Linked DNA regions of Mus musculus: region 2 is linked to region 1. Evidence: chromatin contacts called from public Micro-C data. All regions are on one chromosome and are shown on one strand. The core of a region is the stretch at or near the end of the contact, and the rest is flanking DNA. Distances in the headings are between cores, read along the strand shown.

What was found. Hi-C and Micro-C count contacts between places; a contact is called where the count stands out from the background.
Region 2: a contact with region 1 is called in a Micro-C map of the G1E-ER4 cell line, with 5 times the contacts expected there. The contact joins two enhancer-like sites. A contact is called at or near these places in 1 of 39 promoter capture datasets (the 3T3-L1 cell line), 4 of 15 datasets of contacts at CTCF or cohesin (hippocampal excitatory neurons, large pre-B cells, pro-B cells and 1 more), 64 of 484 Hi-C or Micro-C datasets (3T3-L1-derived adipocytes, the AML12 cell line, the Ba/F3 cell line and 37 more), 10 of 115 datasets of contacts at active chromatin or transcription factors (bone marrow-derived dendritic cells, craniofacial prominence, embryonic basal ganglia and 5 more) and 1 of 9 other capture datasets (embryonic stem cells).

What each region holds. Positions count from the first base shown.
Region 1 is chr3:152,759,855-152,765,583 of GRCm38.p6, forward strand. All of the region lies in intron 9 of Pigk (phosphatidylinositol glycan anchor biosynthesis, class K), which reads left to right. Among named protein-coding and RNA genes, the nearest start is that of Gm40181, 6.6 kb to the left of the region's middle. Within about 2 kb of position 3,552, at least 136 of the 459 cell types and tissues checked have an H3K27ac peak or open chromatin away from gene starts, as enhancers often do. A contact at or near this core is called in the G1E-ER4 cell line and neural stem cells, where this site is marked.
Region 2 is chr3:153,665,464-153,671,192 of GRCm38.p6, forward strand. The region is part of intron 1 of St6galnac3 (ST6 (alpha-N-acetyl-neuraminyl-2,3-beta-galactosyl-1,3)-N-acetylgalactosaminide alpha-2,6-sialyltransferase 3); the gene reads right to left. Among named protein-coding and RNA genes, the nearest start is that of St6galnac3, 57 kb to the right of the region's middle. Within about 2 kb of position 3,233, at least 59 of the 459 cell types and tissues checked have an H3K27ac peak or open chromatin away from gene starts, as enhancers often do. A contact at or near this core is called in the G1E-ER4 cell line and neural stem cells, where this site is marked.

The DNA of each region.
Region 1 (5,729 bases), core at 2,302-4,801:
TGCCCTTGAGCGGGACAGCCAGCACCTGACATGCCACATGTCTGTTCCTGTAGCTCCCACTCCCACCAGCGCGCTCCTCGTCCCCACATCTGTGCCAGCATTTGGTTAGTTGATCCCCTGATGACTATGGCCATTCTGAGAGTTGTGAGGTGGATTCTGAAGGTGGACTTAATCTGCATTTCCCTCATGGCTGAGGATGTTGAACACTGTTAAAGGTGTTTCCTAGCCGCTTATAACTACTTGAACATGTTAAAAATACAGCTAAGGGATGGGAGCTTTTCTGTGCCTTCAAAATATATTATATATAATTTAATTTACTATATATAAATAAGCTAATTTGCCTTCTTTGGTATATATTTTAGTTTCAAGTAATTGTTTCAAGCTGTCTCGTTCAAAGGGTTATATCAAATTGTGGGTTTGGACCTGTTTCTGGAATTTCTTCCTAATGTCCTTGGATTACTTTAGATAATGTGTTTTGAATTATTTATTGATTTTATTGTTAGTATCAACCATAGAACAACCTCTGTTCTTACAGTTGTTTTCAATTCTTAGAAGAATGCTTTGGCCTTTAGGCCCCAATAAGCTCTGTCAGTTTATACATGAATAATCTGATTTCAGCATGGCATTGTGGGAGGAAACACTCTTGAGTCAGAGATGGCTTTATGTATGGGCACTGTAAATAATTTTAGAGACTTGTTCTAAGAGTGCTTCAGTAGCAGAGTAAAGAGTTTCTGAGGCCACTGGGCATCTAAGATAGAGAAACAAGGACACAAAAGGAGGATTGTAAACTGATTTTGTGAGCTTCTCTTGAGCCTGCTCTGTCTTTTTCAACTTCACAGAGGGGTTGGGCAGTATTTTAATCACTTTCAGCACAGATTGTAGCTTTGCTGTGTTGGATTCAGAACCCTTCCACAGTGAAGAGACTCGGCTTGTATCTGTGAAATGCCATTGTCTGAGACACAGTGACACAAGGAAAAACGGCACAGCCTCCTGTGCAGAAATTGTTCCTTCATGAAATGCTGTCAGTAGAGCTTCTTAGCCCAGTCTTGGAAAGAGAAAATGGAGAGATAACCTCTGGAGCCAGTGAGTGTCTTAGAGCTCTCAAAATCTTAAGTAAAAGAATGACCTTAAGAAGGAGAACACACATTATTCATAAGAGGAAAGAAGGAGGTGTTTGGGGTTCCAGCCATGCGTAAGTTGGAATGAGCACCTGTAGTTTTCTCAGAATTACAAATGCTGAGTAGAGAGCTTGGTGACCTTATGCACCATGATTAGGAAAGCGACAATTCTATGAGAACAGAGGACGTTGTGAAGAGGAGGGTGGGGACACGGTGCCCAGAAGTGTTAGATGTGGACAAAAAGAGTAAGGAAGGGCTTTATGAAAGCAAGGGAGTATTTAAAAATCCCACCCCGGTACATCGGCTACTTTATTAAGTAAGCTGCAGTTCGTTTCAGCTACAGAAGAGGGCGCTCTTGAACTGAAAACTCTCCCTTGTAAATTAGCTCATCTCCTTGATCCAACTCCAGATTAATGGCCATTACTAATCCCAGGAAAGCCAACATAAATAATCTTCAAGAGAGAAAGAATTCAGCAAATGTACAAAGTTAATACCAGAATAAAATAGAAAATTAAGATAAAACCTTATTAAAGTATATATAACTTATATACATTTTGTTATGTGTAGGCACTTTCAGTGGAGAAAAGCAAAAACAGAAAGAAGGGTTGAGGAGAAGTTTAAGGACCTGAGTTCAACCCCAGGGCCTTCATAAGAAGGCTGGGTGGGGGCATGTGATTGCAATCCCAGTATTGGGGAGGCAGACATAGGTGGCCCTCTGGGGTTCACTGGACAGTCAGCACGGTCACCAGCAAGGCCCACGCCAGGGACAGACAGGCTGTCTCTAAAACCACGTTGACGGGGCTGAGGAATGAGGTTTTCAGACATGCGCACTCATATCGTATACAAGCGCCTGCACATGCATAAACACACACAGAGGGCTGGGATATAAAAGAAAACACAGAGGAAGGCCAGCTGGAGCCCTGGAGTGTGAACACGGTATTACACAAGTGTCTGTGTAATGAATGAACTCACTGAGAGAGTCATGACTGAAAGAGACAAACAACAGAAATGTCTGGAAGAACCCAACTGGACTCTGGAAAGACAAAGGCAAAATAGAGAAAATCACCTTGGAAGTGAAAACTAAATTACAAGACACCCAGGGGAGGAGTGTGTTACCACAAGTTCAGTGAAAGGAATAAAGACTAGAAATAAGAGCCAGGAAAATAACACTGAAATGTGAGGAAGAAAACAGGAAAAATCAGAGAGAGAGAGAGAGTCTGGGGGGGGGGTCCATTATATTTGCTTAATGCTTAAACTAGAAAATCAAATGGAATAGAAATAGAAATAGCGTTAAAAACTGTACTGGAAACCTTTTCAGAGCTCAAGCAGAATGTGTGCATTGAAAGGTCTTATGTCGTGGGTACCTGAGAGGGACTGTCTACCCTGCCAATCCTCCAAGTATGCTAGGGCGTCACCTCAGCAGAAGCAGGGAGGAAGAGGCCTCCCGAGCCTCCGAGTGAGAAACGAAGATGCAGGAGTACAAGGGTAACAGTGCGTTAGGATGGAAGTCACCTAACTGGAAAGAACATCGAGCCAGGTTCCTGGAAACAGTGTGCAACCTGTGGAAGAGAACCAGTATTTCCAGGAAAGTTATGAGCGGTTGATTTAACCACTGTGAGACTGGTGAGCTACATGAGACTCAGTGTGAATTACACACTGTCTTTGAAACATTGTTGACATTGTGAAGGCATGCTGAAATACATAATAACTGATGGTGTCTCAACTTTCAAATGGTTCAACAAGAAAAATTTAAAAATTAGAAAATTGCTCATTTTTTTTCACAAGTTTTTTCTTTTAAAAGCTTTTTCTGTTGAACTGGCTCTCATGTATTAGAGGCTGCCCATAAACTCCTGTGTCCCTGAGATTGGTCTTGAACCTTGGTCCACCTGATATTACCTCCCAAGTGTTGGGACTAAGTGTTTTAATTAGTATATATATTTAATTAGTATATAATTTAATTAATTATTATGTATTAGTTGTCCACAGCAATGGATTTCATTATGTCGGTTTATGCATGTGCATGGTGTATGTCGGTCATATTCACCCCAGTTCTGCCAATCCTCTTCCCAGCTGGCTCCCCTATGCTTTCTTGTCTTGCCTTTGTCTATCAGTTGTGGTGACCCTGTGAGTCTCCTCAGGGCTGTCTGCAGGAGCGTGGGCGGAAGCCTGTTTACAGAGCATGTACACCTTATAGCTACAGGGCTGTGGAAATTCTGTCTCCTCCCCCATCAACTTTTAACTGCCTGTGAGTCCTGGAGAGGGTGGGGCTCCACGGATCCCTTGCTCTTCCCTGGAAGGGTCCTGACAGACCCAGCCTTGCAGTCCAGTGCAGATGTCAAGGCTGCTGTGGGTCTGCGATTGCCAAAGTCCTGTCGTATCCGGAAGTCAGCTTTCCACAGCTATCTCACTTCCGCTGACTCTTCCGTTCTCTCTGCTCCATCTTCCACAGTGCCCCCGAGCTTTGAGGGGCTGTTCTATATGTCCTAGGTATAGCGGGCGAGGTATTCAAACTGTCGTTTAGTTTATTCTCTCGACTTTGAGTAGTTATGAGTCTGCAGTCACTGCTGCCCACTGGAGGAAGAAGCTTGTCTGAGCAGCTCTGCGGGCATGTGAGCTCTGGAGAAGGCCGTTTGATAGGCGCGACTTGCATCCTGCAGCCCCTCTTCCCAGCTACAGGCTTTTGACCAGCGGAGAGCGTCCGAAGCGAGGTCCTTCCTGTGGCAAGTCCAGCCCCGAGGTGGGCAGGCTTCCCGCCGTACCAGTGCTCTCAAGCTGCCTGGCCGTCAGTGTTGGTACCCGGAGGGCGAGCTGCATGGCGCCCCCTGGCAGCTTCAGCCTAGCCAGCAGGGGGGAGGTTCCAGCCCAGCTGCAGCTTGCTTTCTCTGTGTCTGGGGTCAATCCTGTGTGATCTTGAGCAGCACAGTCTGACCAACTAGTTATGGTAGGAAACTAAGGGCAGTGGCCTGGGTTGTTTTGGGGTTCTTGGGAGCACCCATGGTCACCTCCTGAGAAGTGCCTTGCCCTGGTCCTGGGATTCTTGTTTAATAGGCTGTAACCTCTGGAAACACCTTTATTCATCCCCACAGGGTGAATATCCCATTCAAAATATTTTTAAAAATTGTTTTTTGATTAGCTTACCAAAATGTCAGCTTTCCATGTATCATTTCTTTCGGTTGACATCCTAGACTGTACATTCTGTCTGCCATCTGCTCTCGCTGAGTGAGACCATCGTGTCCCTTCTATGTCACACGGGTTCTGCTGTCTCCCCACCCCCAACTTAAAGATCATATTTCTCCTGTGATATAGATGTGTATATATAAAAGAGCTGAACACACATGAGAGAGTTAAGGTAATAGAATATTTTTCAGTTTCTTCCATTTCTTGAAAATCTCATAGTTTCAAGTTATTGGATGACTTGAATTCCATTGTGTGTGTACCTCATTTTTGTTGTTACTTGAGTTAATAGTGTCTAGGCTGACTGTATTTCCTAGCTACTGTGACTAGAGCGGCCGTGACCACAGATGTGCAGGTCTCTTTGGTAGGATGCAGAGTTCTTCGGGTGGGTGCCCAGGAGTGGGATGGGTGGGTCATATGGCAACTGTAGCATTTGCTTTCTTAGAAATCACCACGTTGGTTTTCCTTGTAGCTGCAGAAGGTTATATGCCCACCAACACCATTCCAATATCCGTGTCTTGCTGTTAGCCATTCTTCCTGATGTAGATGGAATCTCATTGTGGTTTTAACTGGTGCCTCTGTGATGACTAAGGGCACCGAGTGCTTCATGATAGTTGCTGGTCACTTGGGCTTCTCTCTGTTCAGTGCTTAGCTGAGTTTTGCTTGAGTTGTCTTCTGTGTTCTTCCTGACATCTGCCGTCTTGAGCTTTTGTATATCATGGATATTAATTCGCTGTTAGATTATCTCCTGTCTCCTAGGCTCTTTCTTCACCCAACTCTTTCTTTTGCTGAACGGAAGGGTTTTGTTGTTTTTGTTTTTGAATTTCATGAGGTTTCATTTCTCTCCCACTGGCCTATTTATTCTGCAGCAGGAATCCATTCAGGAAGTCCTTGCCTGTCTGTAGCTGGAGTGTTTGCCTGCTTTTTTCCTCTGACAGTTTGAGAGTTTCCAGAAACTACCCAGGAGCCAGTAGGCCCCTCCCACCCCTTCCCCCATATCTCCTCCCAACCCAACTCATAGCAGTGACCCACCCACTCTCCACCTATCGTGGCTAGAATCTGTGGCATTCTTCTAGACTGAATTAACTATCTTTTATGTTGCTCCTGTGAGAGAGATGCTCACACCACCAAGAACTCTGGGTGTTCTTTAATCTGGGGCAGAGAATGGCACTGATTTGCATATCAGCCTCCTTTTGGGAGAGGCCTCATAATCCTCACACTGCAGGTTTTGAGTCTTAGTTAAGCTTATTTCATATGATTTTCAGGAAAAGATGAAGTTGAAGTTTTGAAATCTAATGTTGACACATTGTGGAATTCACAGGAAAAAGGGTAAAAACATTTTACTGCATGCAGTCAGATCTTACTAATATCTAGAGTTTATTTTTGAGATGGTCAGTACTTTAAAAAATACATTTTATCAGACTACTTGTTGGTTTG
Region 2 (5,729 bases), core at 1,983-4,482, 910 kb after region 1:
GCCAAGGGGTGGGGATCGGGGTTTGTGGGGCACAGGGGGGTGAGTCCTACAAATTGCTGATGAGAGATATGTGAGCACCAGGCAGCCAGAGGGCAAAATTGCTCCTTGCTGGAGAGCTCTTGATGCCCAGCTCCTCAGAGCACCAGATTAATCTCTTGCCATCAAAATCAATAAGACAAGAGACAGACAGGGGAAGCGTGCACTCCTGGAATCAGAAAACTAAAATTAAGCCAATTATATTGTTCAAAGGCCTGGATAGCAATAAGGTCCACCTGACGTGAGCGTTTAGAAACTGGAGGAAGCGAGGGATCTGTGGTCTGCTCCGTCATCCAGGTACTCGTCCAGACACCGAGGATACAGGTCAGGCTCATGCCTGAATGAGAGCGTCTGACTTGACTCTGATTTCCTCGGCCATCAGGACAGACAGAGCTGAGCGTCTGAGAGCCATGGCTGCAGACAGCATCATTTATAGGTGAGGAATCTAGAGTTTAGAAAAGGCCGGTGTCTGGCTCGCTTGCTTGTGTCCAAACCAGAACCCTCCAAACCCCAGGTCACCCCAGGCACCAGACAAGGACATATGTGACAAAGGTATTTATTTTCTTAGACCATTTTCTTTTAGGATCTCTTCTCGACCTGACAGAATTTCTGTCACCAAAGTTTGGAGCTGAGATGAAAGGATGGACCATGTAGAGACTGCCATATCCAGGGATCCACCCCATAATCAGCATCCAAACGCTGACACCATTGCATACCCTAGCAAGATTTTATCGAAAGGACCCAGATGTAGCTATCTCTTGTGAGACTATGCCGGGGCCTAGCAAACACAGAAGTGGATGCTCACAGTCAGCTAATGGATGGATCACAGGGCTCCCAATGGAGGAGCTAGAGAAAGAACCCAAGGAGCTAAAGGGATCTGCAACCCTATAGGTGGAACAACATTATGAACTAACCAGTACCCCGGAGCTCTTAACTCTAGCTGCATATGTATCAAAAGATGGCCTAATCGGCCATCACTGGAAAGAGAGGCCCATTGGACTTGCAAACTTTGTATGCCCCAGTACAGGGGAACGCCAAGGCCAAAAAGGGGGAGTGGGTGGGTAGGGGAGTGGGGGTGGGTGGGTATGGGGGACTTTTGGTATAGCATTGGAAATGTAAATGAGCTAAATACCTAATAAAAAATGGAAAAAAAAAAAGAATTTCTGTCACCAAGACACAACTACAAGAGTAAATACGTACAGTTTTAAAGGCTCACACCACCTTCCTGCACCATGAAAGCCCAGGGAGGGGTCCTCTGAAAATAAGAGAGCGCTGCCCTACGTGGGCCAGTCTTCCCTAGAAACAGTACATGCAGAATGTGATCATGTACGTATTCGTCTGTGTTTGCCTACATGAGTAAGAGCACACATATATGTATGCATGGATATACGGGGGCTGTGGATATGTGGGGGGTCTATGGATGTATATGTTTATGTATATATTACATATGCACATAGTGCACTCGACATCTGTGTGGTGGTATGTATAGATGTATATGGTATGTATAGATGCTTATGCTTATGTATAGATGTATATGCTTAAAAACTTCACGGGAGAAAAAGAGAAGGCTTAACAGACTGCTTTTTGAGGCCTTTACAGAGCCATGCCCTGGAGACCTGACAGTAATCCCCCTGCCTCAGGAGCTTCTCACAGCAGCTGAGAGGTGAGGGGCCACTGGACTGGCAGTCTAAGCGGTAAATGGAAGTCTGAATAAACAGACACGAGAGGCTAAGCCTCAGCATCCAGCGATGCCGCAGAGCCACGACGCCTGTCTGGCTTTACTTTTTAAAGATGCCTTGTTTTTAATCATATGCACATGTATGTGTCTCTGTGAGGGTATGTGCACATGAGGTGTCTACAGAGCCAGAAGGAGGTGGAGTTACAGGGGCCTAAGAGCTTCAGGATGTAGGTGCTGGGAGTGGAACTCTGGTCCTCTGAAAGACCAGCATGTGTTCTTAACCTCTCTAGCCTTTGGGTTTTGGTGACTGAATCTCATTTTGCCCAGGCTGGCACTGAACTCATGACCGTTCTGCATCCACCTCGCTGGAGTCATGGCTGCAGGCACACATACCCAGCCTGCTCCCGTGTTGCTGTATCTATTGTGTGGTGTGTGTGTGAGTGGCATGTATGTGTGTGCATGACTATGTGTGTTGGGGTGCATGTGTGCATTTGCATGCAGGCTATGTCATGCCTGTAGAAGGCAAAGGACAACCGCAGGTGTCGGTCCCCATTTTACCATGTCATTTCCTGATGCTGCATGTATCCCAGGCTAGCCAGCCTGTGGGCTTCTCAGGGCTCTCCTCCTTGACCTTTCACCTCATTGTAAGGGCACAGGGATACATATCCATGCTAATACACCCACCTTTACATGGGTTTCTGGGGATTTGAACTTGGGTCCTCACACTTGCATAGCAAGCACGCAGATGCTTTTAAGCACTGGTCTTGCATCCCGCCTCTGGCTGAACACCATAGCTCAACTGCTACAGCCCAGGCTGGGAATACCAGCACCCCTCCAGAGGCACCCTACCTCCTCTTCGTGGAGATGCTTGTGATAGACACAGTGCTGTCAGCTCACTAGGACTTCATGTTCAGACATGTTCCCACCCTGAGCACTTTTTTAAAACTCTGAGATTTCAGAGGCTGACCTTTGCAGGACTCTCAGATCTCCCTGACAACGAGCATGCATTTCATCTTTCTTTTGGGGAGGCAGGGGAGCATTGTTAAGAAGGGGTTTCATATACAGCTCATGCTAGCCTCAAAGGAGTCCACATGAGAGAGACAGGGAGAGAGCAAGGGAAGGGGAAAAGGGAGAGGAAGAAAGTGAGCTAGTTCAAACAAGCATTTCCTCTAGAACTCACAAGCCTTCTGACTTTGACCAAAAAGTTAAAACCCTTGAAAAGACTTTCACCTCAGAGAATCGTCATCTTGGGCCCATGGTCCCACACAGGCCAGTTCCCTTCAGAGGAAAACAATGGAAGCTTTCTTTAGTCTCCGTAGGCATGACAGAGCTTACGTGCAAGTGCCCATTCTCTCACACGGCCATACACACACACACACACACACACACACACACACACACACACGCACACGCAATGCGGCTTTCACGCAAATACCGGTCAGTACAGATACAGACTAAGGACTGCTGAATTCCAGTCTCCTCTGGGACGGGGATGGCGGAGGGGAGGGGCTGTGCTCCAGCAAGAGTGTGTGCTCACAGCAGGCTATCTTGCACTTCCCTAGCCTTTGCTTAGATCCCCACACCTCTGCCTACTCCACACATATTGCAGTCACGATCACGGGAACACGGGACACAGAAACATGTATCTCCTAACACGTGGCCTGGGAAGGTGGTGCTCTGGGCAAGGCTCACTGGTACTCGATTGGCCGCCATATTTCCAGAACTCCCCCAGATGCGAGGTGTGCAAATAGCTAACAGCAAAAGGAGACTGGAAAGAGAAGCCTGGGGAAGAAGACAGCAAGGACTGAGGAGAGCACAGAGGGTTCAGCCACCTGGTCATTTAGCTGAGTCATGGTCTCCTCCACACAGGGGCAGAGCAGGAAGCAGGAGAGTTGACAGCAATGGCAGGTGTCCAAGGGGAGCAGAGGCCTGGCTTCTGGGGTCGCATTTCCTGACTCTAGAATCTGAGTTTTCCTTTCTGGAAAAGCACTGACACCACAATCCATTGTGAATTTATGAGATGCTGCTTTCTCAAGCTCCTGTGATTGGCCGTGACCCTGTGTAAATAACCCTGGGCACGGTCTCGTGCAAATGACTGGTATAAAAAAAAAAACACGCCATTTCTGACGCCTATAAATTTGTTAGTTCTGGATAAAATACTCTTAGGAAGAACTTTGAGACAAAGACTATAATTCAAACTCATCCTAAGCAAGGGAGTGAAAAGGAAGGAACCGCTTTCTGAATATTTGAATCTGCTTTCCCAGAACTAAATTAGACCTGAGGTGCCCCGAGCCCGGAACCAGAGGCTTCCCAAACTCTGCTGTTCGGCCAACCGTGAAAGCTACTCATCGGTAGGAACTTTCCTGGGTTTGCTCATCTGAAGCCGACTTGGCATGCACACCAATCCCACACACGGCTGATCACTACCATTGATGCTTCTCTTCTTTCTCTCTCCAAAAGAACCAAGGTAGAATTAGCTTGGGATCTCTCCACTGAATCATAGAAAATACCACAGGATAAGATGAAAATTGAGTTTTGTCAAAACCCTCACACATTACCAAGCCATGGAAATGCTTTTATCTGTAAGCTGTATATCAATGAACAGACAGTGCACTGACAACAGACTCTGTCCCGGACAAAGTCTGTCTCTTGACAGAAATAAACACATTTTAAACAGCTACTGACCAGGTTCACATCCTTGGAGTCTGACCTTTGAAAAGTGCACTTAGACATGGTCTGCAGCTGCCTCTTTGCTGGCTTTTTACAAGGAACAGTTCCGAAGCAAAGACGCTGTGGTAAGTCTTGTGAGCCTGTTAACTGTGGGTGGTGGTGATTTCCAGTCTGTGAGAGAAGATTCCTGGACACCGCAGAGGAGCAAGCAGGGCGGTCGGGCCTTCAGCGAGCCAATGCTGAAAGTTAGTTGCGAATGGATTTCCCTTTGAGTCACAGACTCAAGGGCACACCTTGGACAAAGCCTTCTAAGATCTCCTCTGTGCACTCTGCTCCATGGAGGGCCACAGGGGATGGCTGGAAACCAGTCATGTGATCCCAAGCCAGGAGTGGAGGCCCACGCGTGGAAACTGTTGAGAGGAGCATCTGCCACGTTACTGGCACATTCCGCTGGCCTGCACCTGCTAGACAGAACCGCCCAGAAGGAGAGGGATTCTTTGGGGTGACAGTGTGCTATGACTCAAGTCCCTCCCTGATGTTCAGTTTACAGTATGGTCTGTTTGGATGGGAATGATTGAGAGCTGTTAAAATGTGTTAAGTCGTAAGAGAGTGCCGAGGAGGGGCATAGTCGGCAAAGCGTTTGCCACGGAAGCGTGGAGTACTGAGTTTGACCCTTTTCACCCACAGGAAAAAGTAAATAAAAATTAAAAAGAAAGTTAAAAGGCTTTGTTGGAGCTAAAGAGAGGCATCAGTAGTAAAAAGCCAATAGCGATCTTGCAGAGGACCCAGGTTCAATTCCCAGCACCCACATAACAGCCCACAGTTGCCTGGGACTCCAGTTCTTTAGGCTCCCTGTATGCAAATGGTAGACATTCATGCAGGAGAGGCATACACACACACAAAACAAATAAATAAAATTAATTTCTTAAAAACTGAGTGTGGTATCGACATATAGAATCTCGATTGACAGGATATTGATAACCAAATGACTAGACTACTAAGGATTTTACATGGGAGACGGGACATGGCGACAGCTTGTGGTGTGGAATACGGTCAGTCACTCATTCAGTTCTCACAGCAAAAGACCATCAGATAGAATTCCTGAGGTGGCAGTCATGATGGAACAGAAGGCTAAACCATAAACCATGGGCATCGAGAAACATGACTAGCAAGGTAGTGCACCTCGCTGTGGCTCTCTGGGGGCTTGGTTGACATTCCAGACTTCTTCCCCTCTGGTCTCTGGGGCTTTCTTGGTTGGTTTATTTTGCAAGTGTACATATGCATGTACATGTGTGTATGCAGATGGCATAGATATGGACGCCAGGGGAACGCTTCTGCTCTGCCT